Regions from separate parts of the Columba livia genome. Here region 1 is linked to region 2. A link is a contact called in public Hi-C data. All regions are on one chromosome and are shown on one strand. The core of a region is the stretch at or near the end of the contact, and the rest is flanking DNA. Distances in the headings are between cores, read along the strand shown. Region 1 holds the start of LOC110364879 (WW domain-binding protein 11-like). Region 2 overlaps PDE5A (phosphodiesterase 5A).

Region 1 (6,002 bases), core at 1,496-3,995, 51 kb before region 2:
TTCTGCTTCAGATTTTCATCTCTTGCTCTTGCAGTCACATTCTCTTATATTCTTCCTGCCCGTGATTCAGGCTGTTGGTTACGATAATGTCAAATTCAGCTTCCAAATGAGGTTAAAACCACCATATAAAAATGATCCTGTTTAGTTTCCATTTTTCCGTGTGCTTCTTGTAGCCTTCTATGGGAGCCATTCTTCCACGACAGCCTGTCAGTTATGTTGTGACATTTCGTCAGCCTTCAAGAGCTTTGTAATCATCCATTACCCATGGATAATTATGACCCTTCTACCACAAAACTCCTAAGACCCCCATTGCCTAGTAATTCACAGGGTTTTTAAAATTTTCTCCAAATATAAGACATTTACTAAGACAATTATTTTTTTAAAAAAGAGAAAATAATAATAAAAAAACTACTGGGTGCACAGATTGTGGGGCTTTGTCACTCTGAAGCCCAGTTCTGTCTGCTGAAAGAAGTTAGCATAGTATATGCTGGATTAGGCTTCCCAGAATTAGTCCCAATCTTTCCTCTGAACCTCTGGGAAGAGAACAGGCAAGACTGCTCGTTACTTTTATAACATAGCACAGCAAGATTGGAAGAGGAAAAAAGGTGCGAAATGCAGTAGTCTTTAAGATACTGGCCACAACATGATCCCTAAAAAACTATATACATCTATAAAGTAATAGGCTCTTGGGGACAGCCGAGCAACTGCACTCGTACCTTCTTGTGGAATAGGGTAGCAAAAACTACCCTTGCAGATCTTTTCCCATCTCAATTAGATGTAATAAAATAAACATACTATCTTTATATAACCTTGGCATATACATGGTCATGCTATATCTTGAAATGTGGAAAAATAATACAGCAGTGGCAAAACATCAGCCAAATTCATACAGTGTTTGGCAAAATGCAGTACTCTCTTATTACTACGTCTTCTATGTAAGCTTGTGGTTGTTAAATCAGCATCTCAGTTCCGTTTGGCTTGATTGCTTTCTCCGTTAATGAGATTCTTCTCTTGTTGTTCAGCTAGGGATTGCCATTTCTGCCTATTTTTTCTACAGCCATCCAGTAAAGGGTAGCAGGCCTCTGACACATGCGTTAGTGCCTGAAATAAATTAAGAATATGTAAAATAGAGTAGAGTAGAAGAGAAGAGAGTAGGAATATTTCAGTTGCAAGGGACCTACAATGATTATCTAGTCCAACTGCCTGACCGCTTCAAGGCTGACCAAAAGTCAAAGCATGTTGTTGAGGGCATTGTCCAAAAGCCTCTTAAACACTGACAGGCTTGAGGCATCAACCATGTCTCCAGGAAGCCTGTTCCAGTGTTTGACCACCTTCTTGGTAAATAAATGCTTCCTAATGCCCAGTCTAAACCTCACTTGGTGCAGCTTTGAACCACTCTCATGTGTCCTATCGCTGGATACCAGAGAGAAGAGATCAGCAAACAGATTACATTTAACAACAAAAAGATGACTATGAGACAGACTAGAATTGAATTATGAGGTCTATCTAGCTATATTTGAAATTGAACTTGTATTTTGGACTTTAAGGAAGGCTTCTTGTTGCACATCAAACATGAACACAATTACCTGGCACTAGTGTAGATGAGACTGAGCAGCAGTGTCTATACAGCACTTGATGCATAGGTGCAGAAGACACCATAAGTTTGTTGTACCATGCACAAGTGACCTGTCCAGGATTTCTAGTGAAGTACAGGGTGTTTCAAAAAGGTGGACCCAATTTTAAATCTGCAGTTCAGCAGAATGGGGTCCGTCTTTTTGAAACACCCTGTAGTATGCATGGACTTTGTTTGCAAGCCAGCCCTTTCTATGTAAGGCAAGGCTGGTCATAAGGATGACCTTGAATAGTAATCAGACACAGAGCGGGTATAGTCAATGTGACCATATTCACTGATGGTTTGTCAACCGATTCAGAGGACTTCTCCCAGAAATATCTACTTCAAGACAGCATGATAGATAAATTATATTTGACAATAGTGCATTTTAAGAATAACTGTGATTGAAGTTAATCAAGTATTTTTCATGATGTGGCTGTTACTACATCAGAATGAAGGAAAACTGGATTCTGATATTTAAATATAGAATTGAAAATTTAAATGAAGGAACAATTCAAAAGCATTTTTGTATGTTTTTCTTTCCTGATGGAAGTGGTGAAAATGTATCTTCACACTATAATGACACTCAGTCCTTCCTTGCATAAGGGGTTCTGTTGGCTTTTGGAATGAAGTCATACTATTCAGAAGTGTAAAGTGGGAGTTGAATAGTTCAGATGGTGTGAGACAGCCAAGTACGGGAAAGAGTGTTTGATTGTATAACTACTATGACTGACTGTAAAGTACACAGAGAAGAATCCTGCTGATCACTATATAAAACATACAATCAGTCAGAATTTCACATGGAATTTAGGTCTCATTCAAATAACGGGACATAGCGATCTCTAATTCTCCTGTAACTTTACATAGGGACTCAACTGAATTATCAGCTTGCATATGTATCTTCATAGTTCCTTTTCGCTTTATAGACTGCTTCATTAGTTCCAGTAGACTTAAATTATTCTTGATTTACACCACTGTAAGAAGAATGGAGCTGTTAAATCCCTCTGGAGTTTCCCTGTTTCATTTATCTGAATATATCTTAACAGCATTTTAAACTACTAAATGATACACTTTTTTTCAATTAAATTATGAGGAGAGTGAAACACACTTCTTTTTTTTGTTTGTTTGTTTTTGTTCATGGAAGAGTTGTAGATCATTCAGTTTAACTGCACTGATTCCCCAGCTTAAAACAAGCCACAGAACTTCAGTTCATTGACATCTGAACTACTCTGAACAACATGGTAAGTCACATACTTGCAGTGCTGTTTGCATTGTGTGTCAAACTCCTGCTGACCGGATGAAAGCTAAGAAAACAGTGAAAAGGCTGTTGTTACAACCCTGTTTATTGTGTCCATTTATAGCATTAGAACATTGGAGACTGAACTGTGTGTTTGTTCATTTTCAAAGCAACACTGAAGTTGTTAATATGTTTTACCATTTATCACTCAGTGAAGAAAACAAAAACCTGTCTAAGCAGGTAATATCCCATACCTGTACTCCAGTCAAAATAAACAAACACTGTATCAGCTCAAACCACAGCCCCTTCCTTGGATGTTTCCCAGTACTGCTCTGGGTTTTGTCACTTCCTCATAGGCGCCCCATTCTCTTTTGTGCTCTCTGCCCCTGCACTGGTCACTGTCACTTGTCTCAGGTTAGTACACACGCTGGCACACTCTGAGACTACATAAAGTCACAGACACTCAACCAGCTGTTCCAGTTCAGGTCAGACTGTGAGACAGGATGACGAGAGTGATACACTGGAAGCTGTAAGAGGCAACATGTTTTGAATGAAAATATGCTGCGTAGAGCCCCTCCTGTGAACATAGCCTCTCCTTCTTTCTTCCCCAATTAAAGAGAAGGAAGAAGATGCCAAACGTTTGTAGGTGCTTTTGGCTGCTGACCAGGAATGGCTTTGTATTCACTGTGGTTTAACAAAGCTGCAGTTACAAAGCAGAGGCATGGCAGCTAGAACTGACTCATGCACCTCGTTTCCTTGGACAAATTGTACAGGAGCTGGGTACAGTTTACATTTGGTAACCGTTGGCATAAGCTGCAGTGCATATTTTAGATTAAATAATTGAAAATGTTCTGGTCTTTTCATAAATGAATAAAGAGTATAGGAATTCAGACTATGGAGCTGTGGGCATTCAAACCTAGTCAAGTTTTCTGTTCAAAGAATTATCTGTATAGTCTGTACCTTTCCACAGATACTGGGTCTTCTTTCAATGGCCTGCCTCCTACTAGAAACAGTATTCTGTCTTCTCAGCAAAGGCTGCCTTATTTTCTTGTCAAACAGTTTCTAGAGCACAAAAGCACGTGAGTTTCAGCAGCAGCTAGTTGCTCCCTCTTTGTCCTCTACCCTTGTTTCCTTCCAACTGGTGGATGTGGATTCTTTTTAGAAGCCTACTGTGTAAGAGGGAAAAATTTGAGTAATCACCTTGTTCCTCCCATTAGAAGAAGCTATCCGTTCCTCACCTTTGTTTTTCTCACCTCAGTTCCTGTAAATACTTGCTACAGTCTCAATGGACAGGCTTTCACTCTAGTGCTTTACTGGCTTTAAAAAAACCAGAAATCATTATGGTTTTTTTCACACTATATCTGACCAAATATCTGCTTATGCAGTTTGTGACCAGGATGAATAATATTTCAATGAATTCTCTCATGCACTGCTTTTGTGTGTGATGAAAGAGAAAGAAAGAAATAGGATGGGAAATGTCAAACTTAGATAAATTTCCTATATGTAGCATATCACCTTTTGCATGAAGAATTCTGAATTCTTTAGAACTCTTAAACAACACTTTTTTTTCCATGCACTACGTGGATAGCATTCTTTTCATAGATAGCAAAGTCTTAGTTTTGTGATTTTCCCTGATGATCATAGCAGCTTACTGGCAGAATCCAGAATATAACCCAGAGATCTAACACCAAGTCCCCAGAGCACAGCAATTACCACTAGGTTTTTAAAAAATATAACAAAATACATTAATCAGACAAACATACCATTAATGATAAATACTAAAAGTAATAATTTCTCCAAATGAACCATATGTAATATGTATAAAAAAAAAATTATCCTTTTTAACTAGGGGACTAGTTTTTTATTTGATTTTGATCTAATTTTAACTCTGAAATTATTAGGGGCTTCAGTAAGCAGTTCTAGTTTTTAATATTTGCAATTCTTTCATAGGCACCATACCTCATATAGCTGCAAACAAACAGCATCTATGAATCCAACCTGCATGCTGGGAATTTTATTTTTCTTCTCTCTGTTCATTAGATCCTGCAAATAAGAAGTAAACAAGCTCTGTATTTAAATGCATTAAATAAAAAACCCAAAGAGACAGCCTGGAACTAAAAAGCAGCAGCATAAAAAGCACAGCAAGCTCAGCAGGGTATCATTACGTATGTTACGGTGCAGGTATTCTGAGTGCATGACTAGCCTTAGGAGGTGTTCCTTGGACTGACAGAGCCCAAATATCTAGAGAAACAGACAAGCTTACTTGTTTAGGATAGCGTGCAAAAAGGTACCAATTTAGGAGTGTATTTCCTAGACAATTTAGTAATACTAATTTAGGAGAAATAATGCTGTCTGTTCTTGTGGCTCAGAGATAATGACAAAGTGTTGGTGTTTGGGAACCACACAAGGAAACTGACTACTAGGAAGACAGGGAAGGAGTTGGTTCTATATTCTGGGCCCTGGGAGAAATAGTGGCTTTTGAAAGGAATGTGTAGTGCTGTTTGTGGAAGCCGTTTTGAAAGAGGTGATTCTGTATGATTCTGCCACTTACTGTTGGTTCTATGTTGAGTTCCTTCCGCTCTTTATCTCCTTGATCAAAGAACTCAGCAGCTACAAGCTCAGCAATCTGTAAGAGATTTCACATATTGAGCACTCTTTAAGTTTCCTTGCTACCTATAAGCAAAACTGGTTCCTGTGCTTCCTCTTTTCAGGATATATTGAATTGGGACCCGCTATAATGAGACTCTCCAGCTTAACAGCTAACTTTTAGAATTCTTCATGCACACATCTGCATGTGCTGATATTTCTCTGACAAAGCAAGGTGGATAAAATGGCACTTAGGCCTCTCACCACTGAGAACAGTTGGAATGATCAACACATAGGAAAGGTCAGCCGATACTAACTAGAGTGTTGTATCCGCTGACTGTCTTGTAGTAATACAGAAATGTTGGAAAGAACAAAGATTCCTGATTTACCTACAGATTACTGCTAACATGGTGACATAGCTAAATGCATAGATCTTGCTGCAAAGACCTGAGAAAGTCTTAAATCTGCATACAGCACTTTGAAGGACTGCTACTTAAGGCTCTGCATTCCACCACTGCCTTTGCCATAAGGACTGGATGGAGGAGGCAGAAGCTCTTACGCCAAGTT
Region 2 (5,956 bases), core at 3,151-5,650:
CATGTGGGAGCCATGACCATGTATTACTGAAATGCATAATATAATTTGCATAGGTCAATATCACATTTGCGAAAGCTGTTTCAGTGAGAGTCAAGATAAGACAGTAGCATTTGGTAACATTTGAAATTTTCATTTATTAAACTGAATGAGAAAACAGAATCAAAATTAGTGATGAAAATGACCAGAAGTATCCTTAAGAAAAAAAAAAAAGCTTAAAAGGGAAAGATTTCTAAGTAAACACAGTACAACCTCTAAAATCAGTACTGATAACTCTTGTTATCGTGTGTTATGCTATATTTGGATTCTTTTTGTTTTACTCCAGTCTCCTCAAGAAAATTACTTTGAAATTTTAGCTTTTTCTAAACAAAATCTAGCATCTATCACTAAGGCTGCAGAGAAGAACCTGAAAACGTGAGCTGGATGCAATTAAAGCCTCAGACACAAGAAGGTCAATATAGAATAATCAATAGTTTTCAAAGAAGGCTTGTGAATTGAGCCAGTTTCATGGTTGTGTGTGCTGACTTGGTTATTTAACATTAAGGACTGGCATTAATGTAAAATAAGATCTAAAAGTAACTCTAATAATCTAGTATCAGGTGGAGAGCTTTCTTCAACTAGCAAGTGCTTAGGCATAGGAAGCTGTGCACTTTGTCTAGTAGTTTGAACCTGTACTATTGCTGAGTACCAGCAATGCTTAGAGCAGTATCTGTTTGCATGCCAGGAAAGGAGAATATAAAATGCTACCATTTTAGCTAGCTCTGTTTTACACTGAATTTGTGTAGGTGGGTGTGTTGATATAAGATGCAAAGCAGAAAAATAATCAGGTACCACCTGTGGACAAAACAAAAGCTAAAGCAGAAATTTGGATTGTCAGTTGAAACCTGCCATTTTATTTATTCTGGAGTGTTGTGTAATGATATACCCTGGCCTTAATAGTGTAGTAATAGTAATCAGTAAGAACAACATATTCTGAATTCTAATACCACTTCTCAAACTGTGGCCATGCTATAATTTAGATTTTAACTTCTTGCCTTTATACTAGGTAAAATAAGCATTAATTTCTCTATCTTACGGAAGTTACTGAGAGATATGGAACATAACTGTAAAATCTTTCACATGAAAGTAATTACTTTTTTTTAATAAGGATTGGCTATGTGTTAGGCATCTGCAATATTTATGAAGCTCTTTGCCATTGAACAGAACTACGTCTGGAGCCGCATAATTACGAGTAACATATTCCTGACCCCTTTAATGTCTCTTAGATGATGCTCTAATAACTTGCCAACATAGTGTGTGATTCTCGAAAAAGCTCTGTAGGTTAACAACAACAAATCCTTACCTATACTGCTTAAAGCATGGTTTTCAACTTCAAACCATTTAGGCATTTTCATTTAGGCAACAGGAAAGCTGTTCAAATTCAGCTGGAATAAGAACAGTGTTCACTGACCTTTCCTGAATGCCTTTTCTAACAAGGAAACTATTTAGCTCCTTTTACTCGCATGATTATAGACACAGATGGAAGAACTAGCATTTCACATTAACCAACGTATTCTAACTCCATTTAAAGTCTACCAATCAGCCAAAGTCTTGACATGCATTTCCTTGTTGACACTCAATCCTATTTAGCAATACATGGCAAAAAGAGTTTTATTACTAACACAACTACTTTGTCAGCACAGAATTAGCTCAACAGATACCCAGTACCAGACACAGACCAAACCACAAGTGATGTTACTGGAAATTAGTAACAAGTGCTATGTGTGACTAAGATGTCATTTTTAAAGGACTGCAGAAAGTAACAAACAATTGTTTGATGACAACAGTCATCAATAAGCACTGACATTTTCAAGTAAGGACAAGGCTTGCTATAAAAGTAAGTTTACAGGTTGCAGGACTGTATTAAACAGGAGCAGATTCTGATCCATAGTGATCTACACAGATAGGTAAAACCAATCCCAGCATAACAATCCTTGTTGAGGAGTTACAGGCATCAGCATACATTCCTTATGTGCTGCGTGCATCCTTCACTGCACTATGGGAAAGCTATAATTTATCCCAGAGATCATAAATGGGAATAGCTGAATATGAAATAACCATTTTCAGTCACTTGTATCAGCCCAATCCAGTCTTTCTTCTATAAAACACTATTTCAGAGGAGCTTGACAGTCATGCCTGCTGAATTTGGCTAGTGATCTCATCAGTAGATGATAAAATTTGAGAGGAACTTTGAAGAGATAGGGGTGAGAAGGGAATGAAAATACAATGGCAGGTAAAATATTTGAAAAAAAGATTATGTGATCCTTCCCTCTATAATCACTTGTATACAACTACACATTAATCTGCATTACATGAGAGCTCAGAAACTTCAGAGGCATTAAGACTTTTTGGCCCTGATTTGTTAAATATTGTACAGAAAGTAGACCTGTCCCTAAAGCAAGAAGTTTTCAATATGAATAGGCAACAAAACCAGAAAATCACTGGGTGAGAAAACTGAGGCACAAGAGACATAGCTTGCGCCAGGCCATGCAGAACGTCACAGTTAAACCTGAAGGCAATCTCAGGTCTGAGACCTGAATAGAACCTCGCTTTATTTCCTGAGCCATTTCTGTCAAAACGTGCTGACCTGACACTAAATACTATTCTACTCATACACTGGGAATATTAAATAATGTATTGCACCCATCTTTGCTTCATTGTGATTATCTTCAAAATACAGAGCACACTTCTAAAAAAATACCAAAACGATGACAATGTTGAAAGAGTAACAGCGAGATTATAATGGCCTTGCTCGCATGTGTTACCATGCTGTATATGTAAGACCATGACAGTGTGACCATTCAGCAAGTACTTGGTATGTTTGGACAAAATGTGCAAAACCAGAGTATAAAAGTATTACTGAAATGCAACTATGATAGTATAGTGTATCTTATCTTGCACAAAGAATGCATAATAATGACTGTACCATAGAAGTACAGAGTGATGAGTGGCTTTCAGTGAAACGACAAATAATTCCCCATGCATTTTCTGTGTTGCTCATAAATCCTTCTTATATACAGTATGCAATGTTTCAGTACTTGTGTGGAATGTTTTGCTACTTTTTCATTCAAACCAACAGTTACCGATAACACACTTCAGGGCAGGGTTTCAATTCAAACTTGCCTGCTAAGGAATGCCAGCTTTCGAGTATCTGAATTCCTGTGGTCTAATGCTGCTAGTGTTGAAATCAACAATATTTCAAGCCAAGTCTCATACCTGTTTTCTCAATTGCTTTCCCTAAAATCACCACTAGATGTCTTCAAATTTCTTTACCAGATCTTGACAGAATTTAGACGTGGAAATAATTTACAGCTTTAGCAACAACTTGAAAACTATTCAGTTTTAACAAAGGAGTTTGAAAGTCAAAGTCACTTGGATATTAAACTTGCCTTCCCATTTTCTTTCCAGTACTTCCTATTTCACAATTGTGTTTTAAGTGTTTTTGTCTCCTTTCTGGCCATGGAAAGGCTTATATAAACTTTATAAAGCCCCATTAGATAGAAACAGTAAACTGGCTGTAAAAGAAGTGTTTTCAAACCAACTAAAAAAGTAGATTAACGAAGACAATAGTTTTTCCTTAAACCCTTTCCAATTATAGTTACTAGAGATGCTGTTTCCAACAGTGGTAGGCAAACAGTTTTTGAAGATGAAGTATGACTTGAAGTTGGTGTCAATTTTTGGCACAACTCAGTCAAATACATAAGCGTACATTTAACTTGAAACATTCAAGTGGTCCCACTGACTTCTGTTTGAATACAGATCTAAATTAAGAACTCTAATTCTTGATTCAAACCATGCTTATGAAAGAGTAAAATAAAAACCTTTTAGAGCTATGAAATAATGTCATTCTTGTCTGATGTTCATATTATTTTTAAAATAGGAGGCAGAGTTTGCTTTATTATTTGTGAGGACTAATAGTAACAGGATATTCTTGGCTATTTTCACGTTTTCTTTAACAACCATACTGCAAACTTAACTTTTCACAAGAAAGCTTTCCTCCCTAGAAGGGACATTCTATTCAGAATATAAAGAAAGACAGAATAAATCCACAATGACTGAAGGTCAAATTCTAAATGATCTTTATTTTTTCTCCACGTGTTTACTTCTTGTTCCAAGCCAAAAACAAACACCCATGATGTACCCAGTGATTTTATCATGGAAAGCCACAGAACAATGTCAGTGACTTTGGCAAGGTAGCTCAAAAGTTGAGTTCTCACCTGCCTGGATGCCTCATGTAAGTCTTAGGCACCACTTCAGTTCCACTTAAATTCCTAAAATAGGGGTTAAGTAGGACTTAAGTGGTGCAGAGGCTTTGGGATGGCTCTCTGTGCTGGGCTGAGTTCACCACAATGCACAAATAAATGGGAAAATATATATCTTTTACTAAGCAAATATATTTTGTGGCTATAATTTCAGTGCCAGCCCTAATGTGAAATTACAACCATTGCGTTAGTCACAAGGGCTATTTGAGTAGAGCTTCTCCTCTGGCACTTCATAAATAGCTCCTTTTGTATTTAATGCCTTTTTTTCTTTCTTTCTTTCTTCAAATCATAGATGAGAAAGCATTCCATGTAAATTTATGTATGTTTCTTTGCCAGTAAGGGACAGGCTTGTACTCTGTGGTTTTATTAATTATATTTATTCATGACAAAAGCAAAATGCTTCCTATTCAATGGTGAAAATTAAAATAGGTGGTAGCATATTAGTTCAAGTGAAGAATGTATTTTCTAAAATAGCTTTGTTTGTAATTCTTGATCTGGATCATATATTCCCACACAATTCAGATTAGCAATCAAATAAGCATGAACATACACTATGATGTACTTTCTTTGATCTGAAGACATCATGGGTGATATACCATTAATTTTATCCTTGTGCAGTGTCCTGATTTTGGCTGGGATAGTTAATTTTCTTCCTAGTAGCTGTATTTTGGATTTAGGATGAGAATGGTGTTGATAACACACTGATGTTTTAGTTGTTGCTAAGCAATGTTTACCCCATATCAAGGACTTTTCAACTTCTCATACTGGCCTGACAGCGAGTAGGCTGGGGGTGGACAAGAAACTGGGAGGGGACACAGTCAGGACAGGTGACCCAAACTGGCCAAAGGGACATTTCGTGCCATATGATGTCATGCTCAGTATATAAACCTGGGGGAATCTGGCCAGGGAGGCGATTGCTGCTGGAGGAGCAGCATTGGCATTGGTCAGTGTGAAGTGAGTAACTGCTTTGTGCATCACTTGTTTTGTATTTTCTCATTGTTATTTTATCTTCCTTCGCTATCCTATTAAACTGTCTTTATCTCAGCCCACAAGCTGAACTTTCTTTTGTTTTTTCTGATTATCTGGCAATGTATGCCTCCACTCCACTTTCTGCCCAGTTGCCAGAAACTTAGACCTTGTTCTCTAAACTCTCATAGGAACAGCAATAAAAATGGAAATGAGAATTCAAATGCCTATTAGCATTATCAGAAGTACTGTAATATGGTAATAAAGTTACCCTGAAACAAAAGAAGGCAAAAAGAGATGTTAACTGTTAAAGGAGTTCACCCCATCTTACTTTCTACCTGTCCTCTAAGGTTTACCAGCTGTATTTTAATTAACGTGTGGTGCATGCCTGTTTGTTTCTGCATTACCTAGGGCAAATGGTACCTAGCAAAAGCACCGTCTTGTAGCTGCTCAGTACTATCTGCTGACTATTATAAGAGTTTATCTTCACGCCAAAGATTCTTTGTCGGGGTTCAGGTTATGGCTTTTTGAGAATTAAAGATTTAAGTCGCTAGTAAGTGGCTTCTTATAATTTCTAAATGACAGTTTCTTCAGTCTAGAGTAACAGATGTTTTAGACCTTGTTTCCAACACACTCAGACACACACCTAGCTTTATTATGTGGGTAACATTCCTCACCTTCCTGAATGCTTT

The links. Hi-C and Micro-C count contacts between places; a contact is called where the count stands out from the background.
Region 1: a Hi-C map of crop shows a contact between it and region 2, with 1.9 times the contacts expected there. The contact joins the promoter of LOC110364879 here to the enhancer-like site in region 2. A contact is called at or near these places in 2 of 2 Hi-C or Micro-C datasets (crop and liver).

The regions. Positions count from the first base shown.
Region 1 is chr4:67,360,388-67,366,389 of bColLiv1.pat.W.v2, reverse strand. LOC110364879 (WW domain-binding protein 11-like) reads left to right here and starts at 2,745. Exons shown (of 4, transcript XM_065062766.1): 1 at 2,745-2,853. It overlaps PDE5A (phosphodiesterase 5A), which reads right to left. Exons shown (of 22, transcript XM_021298671.2): 20 at 5,401-5,475; 21 at 4,809-4,892; 22 at 1-1,101. The coding sequence ends at 964.
Region 2 is chr4:67,310,960-67,316,915 of bColLiv1.pat.W.v2, reverse strand. All of the region lies in intron 2 of PDE5A (phosphodiesterase 5A), which reads right to left. The region is part of intron 3 of LOC110364879 (WW domain-binding protein 11-like); the gene reads left to right. Among named protein-coding and RNA genes, the nearest start is that of FABP2, 63 kb to the left of the region's middle. Within about 2 kb of position 4,400, at least 1 of the 3 cell types and tissues checked has an H3K27ac peak away from gene starts, as active enhancers do.